Regions from separate parts of the Mus musculus genome. Here regions 1 and 2 are each linked to region 3. The links are chromatin contacts, called in public Hi-C and Micro-C maps. All regions are on one chromosome and are shown on one strand. The core of a region is the stretch at or near the end of the contact, and the rest is flanking DNA. Distances in the headings are between cores, read along the strand shown.

Region 1 (3,148 bases), core at 222-2,721, 97 kb after region 3:
ATCTCTTAAAGCTTTGAAGGAGAGCCAGAAGATAAATAGCATTCATGTACCATAGATCTAGACAGGCACAGCTCAAATAACCAAGCATAGCATCACTTCCCAGACCCTGAAAACAGCAGTCCACTAGGAACAATGTTAACTGTATATAAGATGATCCGAGAGAACCTCACACCAGTACCCTCTTTGATTTAAACCAGAGCTTAACTAGTAAACTCCTTTTTAAACTAGAACAACCAAATATCTGGGGATAGTATTTCATGTCACTTTCAGGAAGACGGAAATAGAAAATGATAGCCCAAGGAAAGACATTATACAATTAAAATCCACAAGTGATTATAAAGTCAAGGAATAAAATCCTACTTGGTTTCATCCCAACATGACTCCCACCAGAGTCCTTAGCTGCCCCAGGATTAAAGCCACAAAGGTAGAGCCGGCCCCTGTGGTTCCCATCCTGGAAAAGTACACAAACAGCCCTTACACAAGTCTTTGGACAGCAGGGATTCCTGGATGACTGTTTTGATACACAAATCGCTAACTGTCACGGAGTCTGAGAGGTCTGTAACTCATTAAAACATTTTTCTGAGACTTGCAAACACAGATACAAACTTTAGAACCAACTCCCTATATGAGGAGCTTTAAGAAATTTTAGCATGCAAAAGGATAAGATCAAAGCCAACAACAGAGGAAACAAATTGCATTGTGTAAAGTGTAAGGGCTGTGTTGTTAAACAGGGCTCTTGATCCCAGTAAAGCCTTCCGTGGGAGAAAGGAAACATTAACCCTAGAGGAGCTTTACATAATTGTAAATAACAGCAGCCATCAGGGGAACAACTGGTATAAAAGCGGTCTGCAAACAGCAAAAGCACCAAGCATTTCTCCTTCACCTCGGCTCAGACAGTTGGGCGGAGAAACCAGCCACTTTGCTTCCAGGTACCACCCTCCCCTGGCTCCCCTCCCTCCCTTCTCCTCCCCTCCCTTTCCTCATCTCCCCGCCCCCAGCTGGTGCATTCAGCAGCCTAGGGAGATTAAGAGGTGCTTGCTAATGTCACCGAGCCTCCAGACGGATCTAACGTTTCTTAGCTCCCTGGACCAAAGAAATTAGAGACGTTACACCATGTGGTATTAGATGCCATGGCCTACAACCCAGCCTCTCCTAGCCTGGACCGGGGATGTGCACCGGGCCGAAGGACTGAGCCACAGCGGCCGCTACCTGAGCTGTCCGTGGTGCTGGCGCGGTGCGGAGGCTGCCGGGCGGGACTACGCACCGCGCCCGCGGTCGCCCTCTGCGTGCCAGCCGCCGCGCCCCGTGCGCTCGAGTCCCCGTGACTGTCCACCAGCTGCAAAGATTCATAACCATCGCTGCTGGTCTTTTTCCGGTAGCTCCCGAGGAGGCTCATGGGCAAGCCCGGAGAAGAGGGGGAAGAAAAAAAAATCAACCTGGGAAAGGAAGGGGGAGGGGAAGACGGGACAGACTAAGAGAGGGATGAAAAAAAATAACAATAATAATCAAGTGCCCGACATGACGCGAAGAGGAGGGAAAGAAGGGAGCGGCCACCAGGAAGGGCTCTGCAGCCACCGCCCCGGGCACAGCGCACCCAACCGGCCCCGGCCACCCGTAGGCTGGACAGCGCCCGAGGAAGTGTAGGTGTAGCCGGGCAAAAGCCGGGCAGCTCCCGGAGTGGCTGGAGGGGGAGGGAATAAACAGAAGAGAGTAAAGGAGGGGAGAGTCGTAGGGAGGGAGGCTGAAAGCGGAAAACGGGGCGGGGCGGGATGGGGAGGGGACCACGACAACGCGGAGGGAGGGGTGTGTCAGCGCGGCCGTGCTTCAGGAAAAAAAGGGGAGAAGGTGTCTTGGAGACCAGCACCCTTGGAGAGAGAGCCAGGCACGCCCATTTCATGTAACTCAGCTGGTCTTTGTTGGAAGTGAAAGACGCCTGGGTTGATCGACCTGGTGGACTGGGTTGTAACTCCAGTAGGAGGGGAAAAGGAATCTGTTGATGGCAGGCCATCTGTGTACCCAGAGCAGGCGGAGCGGCATTTCTGCACGCTCCTGGCACGGGATGAGCTGTGGATATGAAAGCTGGCTAAAGGGGGTAAGGGAGCCAGGGCCAGATCTATTCAGCAACTATGTCCTGTGCACTTCCAGGTTTCTTATCGTTTACCTAGGAACAAGGAGAAAGGACTCCTCAACTCAACTCCTCAAGCTGGCTTGAAGGATGTCTGGGAAGAGAAATATACCAGATTTTCTTTCCATCCTCTAGCCTCGCCCCTCATTTTTCTTTCATAGTTGTAGGCAAGAAAAACAGCCATTATCAGAGGGGATCTGTCACAAAGTTAATTAGCAGCAGGGCCCTCTTCTTGAAGAAGGCTCTGCAAGCCCATGTGACTAGCTGTCCGCTTGTGACTTTTTTGTATTCTCAAAGAGTCCCCCAGCATTGTGTGAGTGTCAGGCCTCCACAATCTAGATATGAACTGTGTTCAGTCTCAAGATGCAAACACCCAAAGCTTGTTTTCACCTGATAGTATTTCAGAAGGCTCCCTCCTCAGCTCAGGTGAAAGACCAGATAAAAATGTTGACTTAAAAGTATCATTTTCCTCTTCTAGCCCTTGGATAAACTAAGAGGACAAACCTTTCAGAAGCACTCTGGCATGTTCCTGTGATAGGAGAAGAACGAGTGCACATGTGTGCTGTGCGTGGGGGCAGGGCACAGGCAGAGTGCCGGCCTGACCTGCCTGTTGGCTTACATAGTTGTCTCTTGCTGTTATTATTTTGATCACATCAGGACACAAAAATCAAATGACAGCAATTAAGAGCCTTCTATCCAGATCATCTGGAACCCAAAATTCCCTGAAAATCCCAGCTCCTCATAAGTCTAAACTCAACAAACTAACTGCTTGACAACCATTTTCTTCTTCAAAGATCGCACAGACTCATGGGTTGAGAAGGAGTCAGAAGAGGTCCAAGAGGCGGGGTGCTAGATCCTCTCATCCCTTCACTAACTGTCCAGTGTGTTCCCATCTGCTGAGGTGCAGTAAGGCCAGAAGCAGAATCCAGAGCTAATGCTTGCTTATAATAACTTTGAATGGTAGCAGGAAAAGCTGAAATATGATTTTTAAACACAGGCCCCATACTTTCAAACATGCAAGTC
Region 2 (3,369 bases), core at 239-2,738, 70 kb before region 3:
AGCTGTGAATGAGCTGGCCTGGATCTAAGAGGCAGATGCCTGCAGTGTTCCCCTTGTTTTTCAAGCAAGCACCAGCAGGGTATCTGAGCTCTAAGGCTCCCTAGCTAATCAGCACAGGATCCACTTCAGTCTGCTCAGTTTCAAAGGAACCGAGCCTCTGCTTCAGGGGGTACTATGAGGACCACAGAGAAACTGGTCGACGTTCTTCCCAGCCAAAAGACAGAGAAAGAACTGAAAATAAGTTAAACTGTGTTCATAAAGGAGTACTTCAAAGTCCTTTTGCTTCTTAGATTGCACACAAAGCATTTGTGGGTGGTAAGACATTATTTCATTTTAGACCATAGCCAACAAAATTAGCTAAAAATGCTTCTATGCCTAGCCTAACTGGCAGTGTCTAAATCCCAAACAATTTTAAAAATACCAACAGTAAAATATTTTATGTGGTTAAAAAAAAAAAAAAAAGCTACTGTCTCCTTCTGTGCCCACATATGTCAAGGTGTTCTGTTTTTCAAAAATTAAGCAAAAAGTACACTGCCACGTTATAGTACTACTGTGTGTGTGTGTGTGTGTAGTACTAATTTCTGATTGATCTGTTTAGTTAACCTCTACTATTTTCTGGGATTCATTCCAAGATTATTAAACATATCACTGAAGTTGCTGTCTCTGTTATTGAGATTCATTTCAGAGACACTCTGAAGTGGTCTGGAAAACCACTTCTTAAACATTCTGCACACAACTTTATGCTAAGAAGCCACAAGTGCCACACAGTATTTGATGAGAAAGCTACAATTTTTGGCTTTCTACAATTTTTTTCTTCCAAATATACAATACAAAAAAAAAAAAAAAAGTACTGTGTGAAAGCCACAGGTTATTTATGTAGTTGCGGTACTTCTTTCTTCCTTTTTCTATTCAGTTTTTCAGTGTTGCAGACATTGGCTTAAAGGTAACATGACTCTTTTAGTGCCAGGTGATCTATTCTTGTATTAATTATATATTTCCAAATTCTTTACAAATGCTATGTTTTCCCTACCACTATTAACTGAAAAATCCTGAAAACATTGATTGTTAATGCACATAAAAACCCCAACCCAAGACCAATGGAGTCTTTTAGTTTCATGAAATTAGCAAGATTAGCAATTACAGAAGTCTAGATTTTTAATATGAGGCACACCTGAGGTATTATTAAAAAGCCCTCTGAAATGAATCCAACCCTCTAAATGTGATAGACAAGAAACCCATGGAGGTTAGGCTAAGCACACACCCCTGAAGATAAATCGGAAACCACAGCTGAACCCAGGTGCTATGTTTCTGGGTCCGGAGCGCTGTCGCTGCGCTTGCGTCACTGTCTGGATACACACAGACCCTTCAGGCCCCTCCGAAGAACTCCTCTGCAGGCAGGAGTCCACGAGTAGCGTCGCGCCCCGACACCCAGTGCCTTAGATGGCCTCAACATACCTGGATTTGCAGAACGATTCCTCGGTCGGGTCTGGTTTTTTCCTCACCGCTGCAAATCCTTTTAAAGGAGTGCTCCGGCTGGGGCTCCGCTTGGGGCTCCGCTTGGGGCTTTGGTTGGCCGGAGGGCTGGCTTTTCTATTTGTTTTGTTTCTAATTTGCTCGGGAAGGGGGAAGAGGGTGGGAAACTTAACCCGCCCCACAGCACATTTTTCTTCCTTGTGTCTTTCAAACCAACCCACCCTCTTTCCGCCTCCGGGACTTAAGGGGTTGATGTCGCAGCCCCGGGCAGTTTCCAAAGTAGTCAGAGGCCTGGAGAAGTTGCGTGGCTCTCCGCAGGTACCGCCCCAGTCTGCTGCCTGGTCCCCAAACGCCCTGCGTCCTGCGTTGCCTTGGGTGGCCTCGCGCCAGGGATTGAGGACTAAAAGAGTGTCCCACCTGTGTCCCGGAGTGGCGTAAAGCAGGGATGCCTGGGCTCTATGCTGCTGGCTCAGAAGGTGCCGACCACTCGTGCGCGGGCGCGACGCTGCGGGGCACTGGCCACTCAGGTGACTGCGCGGCGGGGACGCTGCGCGCGTGGCCGAGGAGCTTGGGCGAAGCTTTGAGGGCTGATTCTGTCCTCTCTGGCCTTTACAGCAGCAGGTGTGGGGTATGCTGCAGTAATAATCGCAAGGAAAGTGCCAAGTGGGAAAGAGAACCAGGAAAGACCCTTACCCCCTACCCCTCCAATAGGACAGTCAGGAGCTCCCTATCCCCTGATGTGCATCAGCCATCACCTCAGCCTTACTTGTCCCAAAGGGAAAGAGGGCATTCCTGCATCTAGTTGATTAATGAACACTTCGTTTTCCATCCTGGAACTCAATGACATTTGACGTAGCAGGTTACAAAATAGATAGATAGATAGATAGATAGATAGATAGATAGATAGATGGATGGATGGATGGAAAAAAATCTGTCCTTAGAGAGTCAGAATCCAAACTCAAAGTACATTTGTTGCTCTCTGCTCAAAATGTGACTCACTCATCTGCTTACTTCCTATGTCTGTTTATTGAGGACTTGATGTATTACATTATTCTCTTTGAACTTGAGGAAGGAGGACATAAGCATTTATAAAATTCCCAGCTGTACAGTAGATCTGAAAGAGAAACAGTAAAGATGAAAGTGAGTAGAGATATTTAGACTGGGTAAATCCTCAGTTACAAGCAAAGGTCTCTCAAGGTTAATTTGACCATCGTTCTCCTAGGAAGGCCATCAAAAAACGGGCTCTACAAGTGAATTGCCTGAATTAACCCAGCCACCACAGGACTGAGAGCATAGCTCCTATCCCATGAGATGAGCCATTACAGAAACTGCCACCCCACCCCACAGGCATGGCCTTTCAGTGACACTGTTCTGACAAGTGGTGGCCCTGAGATCATATGTTAAAGCCACTTCATTCAGAAATGCCACTACTACCGCATAAAAGATTTCATGGGCATCTGGGGTAGGCAACATTAACCTAGAAATGCTAAGCTTTGGTGGAGGGGGTAAAGAGAAGCAAAGCAAGAGGATATGTGTATGCAAGTGCCATGAGGGAATCATGACTTTATATACTTGCTAGGAAAAAGAAAAGAAAAAGAAAAGAAAAGAAAGGAGAGAAAAAGAAGAGAAAGGAAAAGAAAGGAAAGGAAAAGAAAAGAGAAAAAAGAAAAGAAAACCTGTGCATTATAGAAAATGACTGCCTCAAGGAAAAGTGCAGACCTCAAATTCTCCATTTCTGTTGGAGTCCCAAGCATTGCTTGGAGGCTAACCACAGCCATCAAGCCATCACTTTTGGCAAAGTGTACCCCACCTACATATCCCCCACCTAGACACATTTCTGCACTATGACACAGCATGGAGTGTCCACTTCGCCCCAGGCTTTGAGTCAGTCGCTCC
Region 3 (3,062 bases), core at 371-2,870:
ACTTTTTAAAAAATTACTTATTTACGTTTATCTATCTACTTGTAGCCATGCACCATACTGCGTGTGCAAGTGTGGAGGTCAGAGGATAACCTGTTCGAGTTGGTTCTCTCCTTCAACCAGGTAGGTCCCAGGGATCAAACGCAGGTCTTAAGGCTCGACAGCAAGTGCCTTTCCTACCAAGCCATCTTGGGGCCCTCTGCTTCAATCCTTACTTTGTGCTTTCCCCCTCCCCCCTTATCTGAAGGACATCACACAAGGCAACCTTAGATTGATAACATCTGCTAGTTGCAAACAAGGCCACACCCTCATTTGGCAGCAGGGAGTTACAACTTAAAACATATCTTTTGGAGCAACATGATTCCCTCCACTATATTATCTCTATGTTCTCAACTGTCAGAGCACACATCATTTTCTTACACAGCAATATAATTATTTTCGGCAATCAACTCAGTCCAAACTTCTCACTTATCTTTTATCCCAAGTCTCCAGCATAGTTTCTCAATAACAGTTGAATTATGGGCAAAGTTTTACTTCCTTGTGCTCTTGTCTACTTCATAGCCTTTGTTCCTTTTCACTACATAGGCCCATAAATTACTGTTGCTACTTTGTACTTTCTGTCCAGGACTGAACACTCTGTAGTAGTGAGACACAATTTTACATGCTTTCTACACTGTCTTCAAATGGATACGTCATACAGTGGACATTGCCCAAGTAAACCATGTTTACTTTGATTTGAAATACAAAAGTCCCCCCAAAATGGTTAGCTATGTCTGTTACTAGTTGTGCACAGATAATGTACAGTGCATCCACATGAGTATACACTGTATCCATCTTACAGATGTTGGTGAGTGGGAAGGTCTTTGTGGATAGTTTTCAAAGAAAGGAAGTCCAACACAGAGATAAATTAAGTCTTCTCTGTGCGGATGACCAGAAATCCAAATACCAGGAAGCCTTCCAGTAACTTTGTCCCCACCCAACGCCCAAAGCTCTGCATTCACACAGATCAGGGTGATAATCTTTCGGTACCCTCCTTTCATCACCATTCAAGAACACAAACAGCACATACTGCTCTGTTCACAGACCAGTAAACACTCAAGAAAAGTCTTGTTAAAATCCCATCTAATTGCAGCCCCAAGGTTGCGTCGAATAGGGTATTTCTGGTTACTTTCCAAAGTGCCACACGCCCGAAATTATTCTGCCCAGCGAGAAAAACCGTAAGGGAACAACAGGACCAAGTTTCCAACACACATCCTGGACACAAAGGCTCCTCTGTAAGCCACAGGAAACTGCGGCGGGGCAGGAAGGTGAGGATGTGGGACCCTGATGTGACCTACGGAGAACTGAAAAGCCCAGGGGACCACTGTGGAACGTACAGCCCACGGGAGAAGCCCCCGCCTGGGAACTGACGGGCGTGGGCGTGGGCGCGAGCGTTTATAGGCTCCGCAAAACACCTCTGCCGCGCATTCGGGAGGCCGCGGTCTGCAGGAACTCGCACACCCGCACACAGGCTGCTCGCCATGCAGCCTGGAGCCAGGAGCGACCCCACCCACTAGCCGCGGGCGAGGGTCGCAGTGTACCTTTAACGCCCGCCATGTCTCTGGAGCTGGGGCTGTCGCTGCTTCCGGCTTTCTCCAAAAGCCGCCCACACCCAGACTAGCCAGGGCCGGCGCGCGAATCCAAAGCCCGGCCCGCCCCCTGACGGTATTGACTTCCTACCCAACCAACGGAGCCCCGCCCCTTCATTAGGCCCCGCCCCTGATTTTAGACTCCGCCCCATCCCGTGGCTTCCCGCCCCCAGAAGCCCAATCCCACCATCCATGCAGAACCTGATTCCTACTGGTTTAGAATTCTGCCAATTACAACCTCACACCCAATTATGCCAGATTCTGCCCTACAGGCACTCAGTATTTCCTATACTGGTTCTGATCCCTGCCACTCTGAGCTCCTCCTCTGCCGGGCCCGGTTCCGCTCGGCCCACAGTTCCGCCACTCTGGCACATAATCCTGCCTCCAGCTCATGGAGACCCTCCCCCAACGCCTTCCTCCACTTCGCGGACTCCGCCCCCAGTTGGCTGAGCTCAGTCCCTGCCAGCACGGATCCCAATCCGCCATGCAGAACTCCACCCCATTGGACTGATCCCGCCTCCGCCACTCATAGCTCGGACTCTACTGGTCCTACTTCCTGCCACTCAGAACTTCATTCCAGTAGTCTCCCAGTTTGTTCAGCACCGCCCCGCTGGCCGGGAACTCCGCTCCTAGTCTCAGCCCCCTCCCACTTTGATTACTTCAGAATAACTCCTTTATTTTAACTCTTCGGGGGATCCTGGATTCTGAGACATCTCAGCCCTGTTTCTCAATCTGGGGTCCATCCCTTCCTCACTGTCGTGACTTGGGGCCCAGGCTCTGCCTCAGGAGATTCTAGATGCTCACCATCACCCTGGCTGGCTGTTAGGAAACTTGCCTGAAAGGACTGGTGGAAAAAGTGGGGCACGGGATAAGGATGGGGAGAGGTTACCTTCCAGGACGACTCTTCCTGTGTGCCTGTGTGGTTTGTTTTGAGAGTGTGTGGCTGATATAGTAGAGATCGGGAGTGAGTGACAGCACCAGAAATCAGGATTAGAGATATCCCTATGTAAGATCTTTGACTTTTGTATAGATTTGCTTGCTTTGTAGCAAACTACATTAACATTTTGTGTAAACTACCGCGTCCGTCTATCCCCCTCATTCATTACAAACTCTGTGGGTCCGGATTTCTTTAGGTCCTTAAATAAACGCAGGCCTGCAAGTAACTAAGGCCAATTTTCACTCCTCCAGATCCATCTTATTCTTACCTTCTTCAGTGGAATCTTCCTTCATCTTAGAAACCATCCAGTAGTCCAAGTCCTCTACAGAAAGCAGTTCAGAAAGAATAGGAACTGAACCAAACAGCTCTTTAGACAAGGTTAGAAAGTCAAAACCCACGAAGTTCTAAACTTAAAAGGAAAATATGTATATACACATATATATGTATATACATATATATATGCTTAATCTGCTAAGAACCTAGTATACAATCAGTGATTC

The links. A called contact is a pair of places that touch in the nucleus more often than the background predicts.
Region 1: a contact with region 3 is called in a Micro-C map of embryonic stem cells, with 4 times the contacts expected there. The contact joins the promoter of Dnajc6 here to the promoter of Leprot in region 3. A contact is called at or near these places in 3 of 39 promoter capture datasets (the 3T3-L1 cell line, embryonic stem cells and epiblast stem cells), 1 of 15 datasets of contacts at CTCF or cohesin (the NIH/3T3 cell line), 4 of 484 Hi-C or Micro-C datasets (Sertoli cells, embryonic stem cells, nephron progenitors and 1 more), 4 of 115 datasets of contacts at active chromatin or transcription factors (embryonic forebrain, embryonic hindbrain and embryonic stem cells) and 3 of 9 other capture datasets (adipose tissue, liver and pancreatic islet).
Region 2: a contact with region 3 is called in a Hi-C map of stem cell-derived neural progenitor cells, with 4 times the contacts expected there. The contact joins the promoter of Lepr here to the promoter of Leprot in region 3. A contact is called at or near these places in 4 of 39 promoter capture datasets (hippocampal neurons, liver and maxillary cranial neural crest), 4 of 484 Hi-C or Micro-C datasets (stem cell-derived neural progenitor cells and uterus), 1 of 115 datasets of contacts at active chromatin or transcription factors (pancreatic cancer cells) and 2 of 9 other capture datasets (adipose tissue and liver).

The regions. Positions count from the first base shown.
Region 1 is chr4:101,548,917-101,552,064 of GRCm38.p6, reverse strand. Dnajc6 (DnaJ heat shock protein family (Hsp40) member C6) reads right to left here and starts at 1,471. Exons shown (of 19, transcript NM_001164583.1): 1 at 1,210-1,471. The coding sequence starts at 1,396. Gm36012 (predicted gene, 36012) reads left to right here and starts at 864. Exons shown (of 2, transcript NR_168609.1): 1 at 864-929.
Region 2 is chr4:101,716,025-101,719,393 of GRCm38.p6, reverse strand. Lepr (leptin receptor) reads right to left here and starts at 1,488. Exons shown (of 19, transcript NM_146146.3): 1 at 1,456-1,488.
Region 3 is chr4:101,646,341-101,649,402 of GRCm38.p6, reverse strand. It overlaps Leprot (leptin receptor overlapping transcript), which reads right to left and starts at 1,620. Exons shown (of 4, transcript NM_175036.4): 1 at 1,578-1,620. The coding sequence starts at 1,593.